Linked DNA regions of Urocitellus parryii: region 2 is linked to region 1. A link is a contact called in public Hi-C data. All regions are on one chromosome and are shown on one strand. Each heading gives the region's core, a stretch centred on a gene start, on an enhancer-like site or on the middle of the called end of the contact. The rest is flanking DNA. Distances are from core to core; before and after follow the strand shown.

What was found. Hi-C and Micro-C count contacts between places; a contact is called where the count stands out from the background.
Region 2: a Hi-C map of muscle shows a contact between it and region 1, with 4 times the contacts expected there. The contact joins the promoter of Sugt1 here to the promoter of Naa16 in region 1. A contact is called at or near these places in 2 of 2 Hi-C or Micro-C datasets (liver and muscle).

The regions. Positions count from the first base shown.
Region 1 is chr2:46,832,404-46,838,564 of mUroPar1.hap1, forward strand. It overlaps Naa16 (N-alpha-acetyltransferase 16, NatA auxiliary subunit), which reads right to left and starts at 2,789. Exons shown (of 19, transcript XM_026399576.2): 1 at 2,494-2,789. The coding sequence starts at 2,547. Mtrf1 (mitochondrial translation release factor 1) reads left to right here and starts at 2,513. Exons shown (of 10, transcript XM_077795207.1): 1 at 2,513-2,593.
Region 2 is chr2:47,067,503-47,073,779 of mUroPar1.hap1, forward strand. It overlaps Sugt1 (SGT1 assembly cochaperone of MIS12 kinetochore complex), which reads left to right and starts at 1,343. Exons shown (of 13, transcript XM_026399577.2): 1 at 1,343-1,615; 2 at 1,704-1,761. The coding sequence starts at 1,578.

The DNA of each region.
Region 1 (6,161 bases), core at 1,539-4,038:
TTCAATGTAGGGTGAATTTTAAAAGTTATCATAGAAAAGAATGTTTAAATTGCGTTTGATTGCCTCTGAGGAAGGAAACTAAATATCTGTAATACAATGATAGTAAAGAAACCTAAATTTTCAACCATGTGAATATATTACTTATTCTAAAAATACTGTAGAAAAACAATCTGAGTTGGACTTGGAGTTCACCTGACAAATGACAAGAAACACAGAAGGAACCACTGGGGAAGAAGGAAAGAAAAATATATTTTTTTCTGACTTACCAAGTGTTAAGTAACACTTTTACTGGAAACATTTACTGTGTGTCAGGCACAGTTCTCAATTAATCTTTATTTAAGTTCCTGATACTCCATTTTAGATGAAGAATCTGAGATAGTTATTGAGCTTACCAAGCTAGGGTCAGAACCACAATTCTTATACAGGTAGTTTGGCTCTGGAGTCCAAGTATTCTAGTAAAGGAGTCTAAGTTCAATAAGGAACTATTTATTGCACACTTAATAGAAGAAAAAAAAAGACAGATTCTGGGTCCAACTTTATTATTAACCTGACTCAGAACCTTAGACACTTGGTCATTTACCATTCCTGAGTTTGATTTGTCTTATCATAAAAGAAAGCATGAAATAGCTCCAAAGTTAATACAATGCAATGCTGACAGCCAGTCTAGGGAATAAGACAGATATAAGCCAAAGAGAGTATGTAATAAGCCATTTGAGTAATTTATATGAACGTGTTTAAGTATAGTGATAATTAATAGAAAAAAATTACTGTTGGTGGCAAAGCACTTTGGTTAGTGCTTACATTAACAAAACTTAAAAATAATTTCTTAATAGGAATTTTTGTTTGCCATGGAATTTGTTGTAGCAAAATTTTACCCACATTTATTGCAATTGCAATGATAAAATCATTCACTTTTCAGCGACCTCCCCAATTCATGCAACTTTATAGTAAACATTTTGTATGCCCAGTTAAGAAAATGTTTTCCCCAACATTTCCCAATTTATTGGGGATAAAGTTACTTCAGTAGCATCATTATCTTTTTGTAACCTAAGTGTAATAACTCATGGAAATGTTTTCTTCTGTATGCTGATACATGATTTGAACTAGAAAATACTTATACAGAGAGAAAAGAAATATCCTCTTTTAGAAACAATGCCAAATGGCCTTAAATCCAAGATGATCTCTTATTAATGCTTCAGATCTCCTGGACAAAAAATTTTTAAAACCTGAAGGGGCAAAGAAATTCATTCCTCCAATTTCACAATGCATAAAATAGAAGGGTATAAGAAAAACAAAAGTAATAAACATACGAAGCCCAATGAAGCAATCAGTCATGCTTTAATCATTAGTATTTTTATGTTTTTACACTTGTCTCTGGTTTGCTCAACACTAAGCTCATATACAATTAAGATTTAAAATTTTCTTCCCATCTATTATATATCATTCTTAACATTTTAAAGACTGTTGTTTTTATTGGCTTTGAATATCTATGAATTTTTATCAGTTGGTGATAATATGTGGAAATATTCTATAATTAGTATTTTATTTATAGTCAAGTCAAGCAACAGCTAACCGCTATTTAGCCAACACATGCTTTCAATACATATTCACCCTTAGAATCTAAACGCTTGTTCTGCAACTACACAACTTGATTTCAGATAAAAAGACAAGACTACGAAAGACAGCTATCAATTAACAACATTAGTTTCAGGTACTGAGTCTCCAGGGTCTATTGAGAAAAGCAAAGGCTCCCCTCCTCCCTGTAAGGACGCAACCTGCAAAACTGTGAAGGGCCCAGGGACGCGGGCACACAGCCCAAGGAAAACCCCTTGTCGACTTAGCAGCGGTGTCATTATCGAGTCATTGTTCAAGTTTCTGCTCGGAAACAAAAATAAATGCTCCCAAGTGCAAAACCAGTTGGTTTTACGAGTTAAAAGCAAACAGCTGTTCCAGTTTCTGACAACTTAAAAGTGCAGTTCGAGTCACCTATTCACTTCTCAACAGGGGTAAGTACAGTACATTACAAACAAGAAAACACTCTCCCAAAGGGAGTTGGGCTTAATTTTCCCATAACCTTAATCAATCAGGGTCCCCACCCACCAGCTGACCGCTCCCACTTTGACAGGTATTGGGGTGCAGTGTCATCCAGTAAATACTAAGCACCCAGGAACAATCCCGGGAGGGGGGGAGACCAGGGAAACAAACAGGGGAGGATCCAGGCGCTGCAGAGGACCCGGGGACCCACGCTGTCCCCGGACTGCGAGAAGTTTCTGGAAAGCGCGCGGCAGGGGCGAGGCGAGGAGAGCCGCACCGCTGCAGAAGGAGGGCCGGAGCGCGGAGCGGCCCTGGCGGCCTCGTCGGCCGCGGGGCGGGGAAGTCGGGCTCCGAGGGTTCTGAGGTAAACAAAGAGCGCAGCGGAGACCGAGCCGGGCCGGCACCACCGCCGCCACTGCCCGCCCACCGCAGGAGCCCTTGGGCCCTCTGGCCGCTCACCAAAATGCGTTTGAAGAGGTTGCTCTCCTTAGGCGGCAGCTGCACGTTTGGCATCGCGGCCGGCGGTGAGACTGGCTGTCCGGCGTCTCTTTTCCCAGGGGTAGGCACTAGAACTAGTCGCTGCTCTGAGTAGGGCCGCAAGAGACGGGTTACTGCATTAGCCTAGACTCGGGGCTGGGCAGCCAGGGCGGGGCTGCTTGGCAGACTGGCAAAGGAAAGAATCTATGCAGGACACGCTTTTGCTAACTCTGGCCACAGTTTCTGGCGAGCGCTCCCGCGCGCTGCAAGATGGCAGCCAGGGCCCGCCCCCCTGGAGCTGAAGCGGGCAGGGACGCCGGGGGCTGGGCGCACGCGCAGACCGCAGCATCCCCGAAGCGCTCAGGGAGGCGGGGGCGAGAGGGCAAAGGACTGGGGCTGATTGGCGTAAGGCTGCTGTCACCAGAACTGAGTGCCTAGGGCTTATCATTCAGCATAAACCCTAAAACACTGGCTTGAATTGCGCTTCTGGCCCAAGATAACGTAGGCTATTCCCGAGTCAGATATTTTTACATTTCTTCTCTCTCAGCAACTTAAACCGTGCTCTTCACATAATAGAACCTGCATGTAGGACAAATTTGTTTTCCTTCCCTTCCCCGCGCTATTTAGACTCTTAAGAGGGGCCTTTTCAGTGCAGATCTAGAAAATGGTCACGCCTATGTGAGGACACATGGGCAGGCCTTGAAGTGAGCAACTTGATGTGAAAGAAACTTCAGAAAAATATTCCCAACCATTTAGAGCACCTACAGTTTTCAGTGGGAATAATGATGGTTTTATGGGGCCATGAATCTTCCAGATCTACCTCTTCTTTTCCCTGGGTTCCCTTCTTACAAGCCATTAACATAATTATAATAATAGAAACAGGATTCAAACTCAGGATCTTCGAATTCAGGGATACTTTCTACAATAAATAAAAGAGCATAATGATAGTAATGTTTGTGTCTAGACAAATACAGATATACATTTGTAACACGAATAACTGCATCTACAACGTTACTTTAGTATTAAGGCATATCTAAATATTAAATACATAAATACATATCTTGGATGGTAACTTGTGCATATTTATGAAACTATAGAGTAGAGTGATTGATGCTTAATTGCATTTAATAGGTCGTAATGAGTGCTGAGCTGGTATTTGATTTTTCTTCTCTCTCCACTGAGTTGGTTGGAAATGGGAGAAAGTAGGCATCATAGGAGTCTTTTAAAATAGGGAAGAGACTATTATAAAAAGTAGAATCCAGAAGGCCTATTCTTCTCTACTGAAAATAGGCACTCCAGCTATTAGAGAGGAAGAAGTCAAGAAGGACTTTTAGGGAATATGACTGAGTTGTACCTGAGGACTGCCTAACAGCCAGCAAATACAAAGAAGTCCTTGCTCACAGTATCCTCAAACCCAACCACTTCCACAGTACCTACCCACAGTACCTATCACTGTGGCATTGTTAATTTCTGAAAATTCTCTGGCTCTCAATTTATCTACATCCTCTGTAATAATCTAATTATTAATAAAGGGTTAAAACTGAGACAAGCTAAAGCTCCAGTGCTCTAGTCACGTCATCCCCAGAACTTATAGGACATTTTTCTATAATATACATCAGCCAGCTCAAAGCCACTGTGCCTTTCCTCAAGGCCAGTTTCAAAATGACAACAAAAATTTTAAAACAAAATGGAGAAAAGCATAGTACTAACTGTAAATATCTTAGAGACAAGGAATATTTATCTGTTATGAAAATTTTCTGTGGGCTTCATCCAGCCTTACTCACTACAAATCATTGTTTCCATTTACTGTGGTACCTGCCAAATCTTCACCCTTATTCACTGTGACTCTTCCTCTTCTCTAAATTGGCCAGCTCATGCTGGTTCATTATTTGTACTTTGCTGCCTTCCACCACTACCAACTTCTCCCATTTCCCATGATGGATCCCCAACATCCCGTCTCCACATCTTCCAGGGAAGCACAGTAGCACAAAAGAAACCTACAATCCTAAACACTGGGAAGTGAGTAATTATAAATTATTCATATTGAATATTTTCCTCACTTTCACACACTATGCATGCATACCTTGGTAGCTTATATAGAGCGAGGGTAAGGAGGGCGGTCAGATAATGAAAAATAAAACACCAGTTGTGCTGCTGGTAGTTGTGAGCCCCAAACCTTAGAGTATATAAAAGATGTAATGTATCCACAATCAGAAGGCCTAGATTAACCAGTTGCTGTAATTTTATTACTGACTTCCTGTTTACTCTGGAGAAAAATCTTTTTTTTTTTTTGAGAGAGAGAGAGAGAGAGAGAGAATTTTTAATATTTCTTTTTTAGTTCTCGGCAGACACAACATCTTTGTTGGTATGTGGTGCTGAGGATCGAACCCAGGCCGCATGCATGCCAGGCGAGCGCGCTACCGCTTGAGCCACATCCCCAGCCCCAATGGAGAAAAATCTTATTTCCACCTTTCAACAGAAAATGGAGTTATAACATTATAATCTCTTTCACAACAAGGTTATATGAATTTAATGCTTAGTCATTCAAAGCTTATGATTTTTTTAAAATGCTGTGTAAATATGAATTCGATGTTTCTCAAAAAGAAAGCTAAAACCCCTTTGAAGGTATCATGGACTTCCACCAATTGTTTGTTCCTGGTATTTCAGACAAGGTGTACCTCAATTCAAATCAGCATTTCGAATCAGCATTAAATTATAGCTGCAATAGTTTCTATAAAAACCCTCACAGGGCTGGGGTTGTGGTTCAGTGGTAGAGTGTTTGCCTGGCATGTGTGAGGCACTGGGTTCAATTCTCAGCACCACATATACATTAATTAATAAATAAAATAAAAGTCCATCAACAATTTAAAAAATTTTTTTAAAAAATCTTCACAGTTCCCAAAGCAATTTTGGCATACATGATATGAGCCAGTTCTTCTATTTGCTTAGCCTAGAAGATCCAAAGAGAAAAAAAAAATAGGAAAAGGATTTTCTTCATTCTATGCACATAACATATCTTGTAGAATCTGCTGGCAGGGTAAAATTAAGAAGTTTGCTGCTATTCTCACAACCAATTTAGCCATGTAAAGACTGATGGGAAAACAATTTACGGGATTTCATACTAAATTCCACTCAAATTCTCTGATGTTTCTGCTCCCTTCTTCTCTCCTTGCTCTTGTTTCTGAGGGGAAAAAAAAAATGGCACTCTCATTCCTCCCTTGAGTTATCCATTCCATTCCCTTTTTGCTCTTCCTGAACTTTTATTCATCAGTTACTGTTTCATAATTTGCATATTGTGGGAGGAAATAGACAATAAACACATAAATGAGAAAACAAGATAACACCAGACAGTGAGAAGTCCTATGAGGGGAATAAAATGAAGTCATGTGAGGGCAATGGGGGCCGAGGAAGGGACTCCTTAAATCAAGTTCTCAGGAATAAGTACCCTCTGGGAAGGTGGTAACAACTGAACAGAAACCTGAGCATGAGAATAGAGCTATCAAGGTAAAAAGCTGGGACAGCATATTCTAGGCAAATTGAACCATGTGCAAATGCCCTAATGTAGGAACAAGATTGGCATGATCAAGGAACCAAAGGGGCAGGTGAGAATTTGTCTCTATTCTCACATTCAAAGAGTGGCTAGAATATAG
Region 2 (6,277 bases), core at 93-2,592, 230 kb after region 1:
TTGCTGAAACTGGCTTTGAACTCGCAATCCCCCTGCTTCAGCCTCCCAAACTGGCTGGATTACAGGCTTGCTCCACCATCTGTGCCTGGCAAGTCCTGGCAGTTTTATCTCAAGATTATCTGAACTCATACTTTCCCTCTCCTACTCTAGGGTGGGTTAGAAATCATTTCTTTGACCTATATTAAGAGTTATTTCCCAGCAACTATTTTCCTTGTCCCTTTAATCATTCATTCACAGTACAAAAATTTACCTAAAAAATGCAAATCTATTGATGACTCTGCAGATTTAAAAAACACCCATGCTTCTTGGCACACCACACCTTGCCCATTATGATCTAGCTCTAGTTTCTCTGACTGAATTTAAATTCAAATTTTAGCGATTATGTTTTCAAACACATTGTTTTTGTCCGAATTAATTGCCTTTTCCCTCCTTTCATCAACTCTCATCTTTCAAGGACGAGCTCAGGTATCAAAGTTAGTCTTTGAGGAAGTTAACTTTGTAGTCTTTAAGTGCGCCTTGTTATCACTTCTTTCATTCTGTCGCTTAGAACAAAACGGATTTAAACTTCTTGAGGGCATTAACATCTTTGAGACTCGGAGTTTAGTGTGGACTATGGATGTACCAGACACTCAAATTACTTAATTCTACAGTGCCTCTCACTCTCCCTCCAGTTCCCCATTCTAACCCCGTCCTGTGAAACTTGCTGGAAGCTTCCTAGTTAGATCTACTTGGGCCAGAGAACGGTGGAAGAGGGCTTGCTTGGCCAACTGGGTTGGAAAATAAAGCAGCAATGAGACAATGTTAGGAAACTTTCCTCCCTTGGGTGCTTTCGGATTGAAAAGATTGTTCTTGGTCTGCGAAGCCGACTAGGAAGAAAGGTTGGGCCACAGACTGATGGACACACACGCCCGGGAAGAAAACAAAGTTTTCCTCGGTCACCTCTCTAGGACCAAAACAACTTCCGGTGAGTAGGGACTCGGCGAGTACTCAGCGAAAAGATCGCGAGAATCCACGCGCCATCCGGGACTCTGCTCCCGGAAAAACACTCGCAGTCACGAATGACGTCACGGCTCACGAGAGGTTGGGCTTCTGCGGTAACCATGATGAGAACTTCAGTGAAAAATGTCAGTGCAGTTTGTGTTATTAACAGACAGGCATACGCTCCAATCGCCAAGAGTTCATGAGGGATTACAGTGCGTTACAAAAGTGCTTCTGAAAGACTATTCCGGAAGGCTCTCTTAGAGTGCTGGCGGGGTTTGGGCGAACATGGAGGAAGAAAGGGCAAATGAGTGTGCTGGCGGCTTCCGTAACCATGGCTTCCAGGGAGAGGGGAGGGACTGTCAGAGCCTGTCACGGGACCCCAAACACGGCGGCGACAACCGGTCCTCCACTTTCCCAGCTGGCTCTGCGCCTGCTGGTCGCCTCCCCTCCCCCAGCCGCACGCTGCGTGCCTGCTCGTTGGCTAGTTAGGACGGAAGCTCGGTTGGTGTTTCTCCAGAAGTTTCCCCCGTGGGCGGCGGCGGTCCTGGTAACTGCGGTAGTACCAGCTCCCCCGGTAGCGACAGTGGCTGTTAGGGATGGCGGCGGCCGCAGCAGAACCTGCAACAGCTCAGCGGTGCGTGTTTTCCTTTCCTTTTGTTGTTTATTTTAAACGCCCCCCCTTTGGTTAGCGAGCTCTGCTGAAGTCGTTGTTTTCCCGGCAGGTTTTTCCAGTGCTTTTCAGATGCTTTGATCGAAGAGGATCCCCAGGCGGCGTTAGAGGTGAGAGACCATTTCTTTCTCCTCCACTCTGTTCTGGCTTAACCCCGCCTCTTCCCAGCATTGCCTTTTCGGGACGGAGGCTACAGTTTTTACTGTGTCTCCACCTCAGTATTGAGATCCTCAGTTTCTTTTCTCAGCCCCACACGGACCCTTTTGGGCCAGACCCCTGCTCTTACTCTTCTTCTCTCCCGGACTCCTGCATCCTGCATCCCCGCAGTTCCTGAGAAAAAACACCTTCTCTGATTTATTTCGTGGGGTCATAGTTGGTTTCAAAGAAGCTTCTTTTCTTTTTTTAAATGGTATTTCTGCCTATAGGAAAAAGTGAAATTTGGGCTTGATGATATTATTTCATTTGACTGTCATCCTTGCCATTCTTACATAACAGGCTCAGTGTTAAGCGTCTGTATGAACTCAGTATAGTAGAACAAAAGCCTTTTCCCATATGTCCCTAAAACTTTCCAGATGTCCTGTAAGGCTCAGTATTAATTCGTTTGTTGATAAATATTTTTTTCGAGTTGCAGTGTACAAGGAGTGATTGTTGTGGGTCAGTTCTCTTTATGTACTGGACTAAGTTAGCACTTTGTGTTTTTGCGCTCTGGAAGACCATGAAGTTGTAAAGGAATGTAAAAGTGTTAAGAGTTCAATAAAAACAATTAAATAGAGCCTAAGCTACAACCATGTTAGCCAGGAGTTTCTTGCTTTCAAGTTATAAGTTAGGTTAGCAATACCAGGCAAGAGGACCTTTTTCTTTCCTAGTATGACTTCTAAAAGAATTTTGCTGCACTGTACTTTTGGTCTACTGCTAGAGAACATTCATTCTCAAAAGTGTGGTCTTCAGATCAACTGCAGTATCATCTTGTTAGAAATGCATATTCTTGGGACCCACCACAGACCTGAAATCAGAAACTTTTGAGTAAAAGGAGGGTGATCATGAAATAAATCCAGCTATATTAGGAGGAAATGTTATTTCTTAACCTTGAGATGCCCTCACAAAGTCGAACGGGTAAATGTAAATTATTAAATAATTGGTAACTATAAGTAGGTCCAGAACATTGATGCTGAATATTAGTCTGTTTCCCCAAGGGCTACTTTAGCAGGCCATTTTGGGGTTCAGGTCACTTGCTATCATATTGGTTAAAATCTGTATATTTGGTCAGGAGCTGTACTTAATGGTAGAGCATTTGCCTAGCATATATGAGACCCTGGGCTCACTCCCCAGCCCCCTTCCCTGCTCCACAAAAAAAAAAATGAGTATTTTTTACCCAAGACCATCCAATCAGGAATAAGGAAGAAAGGGGCTGTGTAGTGTAAATTGTTTCACATTTTTCTTTCAGTCACCAAACAGCATTTATTAGTGCTGAATGTTCTCCTGGGGGCCAAGACTCTAAAGAAGAAAAGACTACCATGAGGGATTTTACAGTCTTGTGGACAGACAAGTCATCAGATTATTAAAATATAAGATAACTATTGTAATGGGCTTTTGTATGAAGTACAATGAGAGCATAGCAGGATAGAGACTGACTAGTGGGGTTTAAAAAAACAGAGAGGACCAGGGCTGTAGCTCAGTGGTAGAGTGCTTGCCTAGCACATGTGAAGCACTAGGTTGGATCCTCAGCACCATAAATAAATAAATAAATAGATAGATTGAATAAAACATGGAGAGAGGATGGACAGTGGGTATGGGGGGGGCAGTTAGGTAAGGGGAAGAACTTCTGATGTCCTCTAGCTCAGTAGGGTAACTGGTTTACAAACAGTTAATTGTATATTTCAGAATAGCTAGTAGAGAGGATTTTGAATTTATCCAATATAAAGAAATGGCATATATCTGAGGTGATAATAACAGTTACCCTGATCTAATCATTATGTATTGTATACATTTATTGAAATGTCATATCTTACTCCATAAATATACAGTTGTTCTGTCAATTAAGTAAAAACACATACACAAGTTTGTACAGAGGAAGTTGCAGTTCAGTAGGCACAGAAAAAAATATGCAAATAGTGTTAGATCATGCAACATAAGGAGGCAAGTCCTTTGGGAGAAAGGCTACACAAATACAGAGGCCAGGCATTTAAGACATTGAGGATTTTCAGTTTTACCATAATCATGCAGATCTCTGAAGAATTCTGAAAGAAATGAAATTACCTGAATTATACCTGCTCTAAAAGCAAAGTAGATAATAGATTGGAGGAGGCACAGGGATTAGTGGATAACAGAAATATAGTGAGAAGTTGTAAGAGGTGAATGTTGAAATCTAGGGCGGTGATTGAGGGCTTGGAGGGGAATTATTTTATGAAAAATGAACTAGACTTAGTGACAGTTTTAATATAAGTTTGAAGGGATGGTTTAAACTTTGAATATTGTATATGGATTGTTTCTGGAACATTTCAGGTGAAGTCTACAGAGAACTGGCTATATGTGGATGTTGCTCAGGAGCACTGGCTAGGCTCAATATAGACTTGAGTCACCAGCATACATCAAAATATATGTGAAGCTCCGAAACTGGCTAGGTCAGAAAATATGCTAGAGAGAATACTAAATATAAATGAGTTTTAGGGAAACAGCTTTAAAGAGGCTAGCAGAATAGTAGATTGAAAGGCCTAGTCAGTATTGTCAGGGGCCACAAAAAATGATCAATTAATGCATTGAATTTGGTAACCGGTGTTATTTATAACTTTGAGAAGATTAAGGACTATGGAGGCAAATATTTTTATATTCTTTGCCAAAGGAAACAAGGGCAAAACCGAATATAGGAAAGACTGAGAAAAGGTGCAAGGAGAAAAATCAGTAGCTTTCAATAATTGGATACTGGATGCCACATGTAGATCTAGGTTAGTTTTATTGGGGATTTTGTTTTTTTGGTACTGGGGGTTTATCCAAGGGATGCTTTACCACTAAGCTACACTCAGTACTTTTTAAATTTTTGAGACAGGGTCTTCCTAAGTTGCTTTGGGCCTCCCTAAGTTGCTGAGGCTGGCCTTGAATTTGCAGTCCTCCTGCCCTGTGTCACTGGTATTACAGGTGTGTGCCACCATGCTTGGCCCAACTGTAACTTTAATGCCTTAAAAAGAGAGTTTTCCTCTCTCTTGTTCAGACTATATTAGGGTTGATATTTGTGAATTGCTGACCTAATATATAACTTTCTCTCTCCTTGCAGTGCTGGGGGTTGAACTTGGAGCCTTTATCATGAGAGGCAAGTGCTCCACTATTGAGCCACAACTCCAGCCCACTAACTAGTTTTCTGTGGACGTGTTACAGTGTTTAGCATAGATCTTTACTAAATAATAGCCTTTTGTTGCTGTAATTCAAATTTGGCACTGAAGACCTTGTTTTATCTATTTTATTTTCTTAGACCCATTGTAGACAGCAGTGATTGTCAAAAGAACAGAAAGAAAAAAGCCGAACTCTAAAAACGTGCCATAAGTTAGATGTAAAGACCATAAATCATTATTTTAACTTTACTTTTCCTTGTTTTATTTTATGTTGCTTATTCAAAAGATAAATTGTTTTATTCATGATTTTGTAAGTTTTAAAATCTTATAAAATCATGAATAAAACTTTTATAAGTTTTTTTTTTTTTTGAGTGTCAGACTTTAAAGTTTGTACTGTGGTTTTTTGATAACTTTTTTCAGTAACAGTTTAAGTCAGTTGCTTATCTTATTTAACTGAATAACCATAACCAGTTCTCCTTAACCAGAAATTGGATTATGGTTTTAAAGGTTATTTACAGAGGTGCTTTAAAATGCAGAAGCATTTAACTAAATTTTTCTAACTTTTAAAGAAAAGGGATGTGTGTGTGTGTGTGTGTGTGTGTGTGTGTGTGTGTGTGTGTTTTCCAAATCTTCTCTCTCTACCCTAGTGTCTGGCTTATGTCTCTTCTGTAATACTTCTAAAAGTACTTTATTTTTTTTCTAAAAATACTTTTTAAATTAATCCAATCATCAGTATGATCTATAAGTCTTTTGACTGTAATATTTCTGTTTTCTTACTGAGAAGAAGCTAGAAGTTTGAGTTGAAAATGTGGTTTAGTAAATAAATAAGCTATCTGCTACTTTCAAAATTGTTTTAAAGTTTGGTGCTAGAAATTTTGAGAATATTAGAATACATCAATACAGATAGATTCCTGATAGTTTTGGCAACAAGGAGTAAAAACATGTAACTAAGAGGCAGTGTTTTGTGGTTAAAAGAGTCAGGAAGCCCTGGATTTGAATCCTGTCTTTGGCTGTCTGGTCACAAACTAGGAAGTTAGGGAAGGCATTCTCTGCACGTCTGGGAGAGGTGCATTCTAGTTACTGAGGTAGATGAGGAGCTTCATAAAGGTCACTGTGGTTGGAAGGGAAGAGCCCCAGGAGATCTTTTCCTATGTAGTTATTTTTCCAGCTACTATCTATATGTTGTGACTATCAAAGGTGTTAAAAGTTTAATTTCTCTAATCTGGGCTTGAAACAGTGTAATCTTTCAGGGTTTTTTGGCATTTACAGAGAATAGGACAGGGCCAGGTAAGCTTAATTTTGT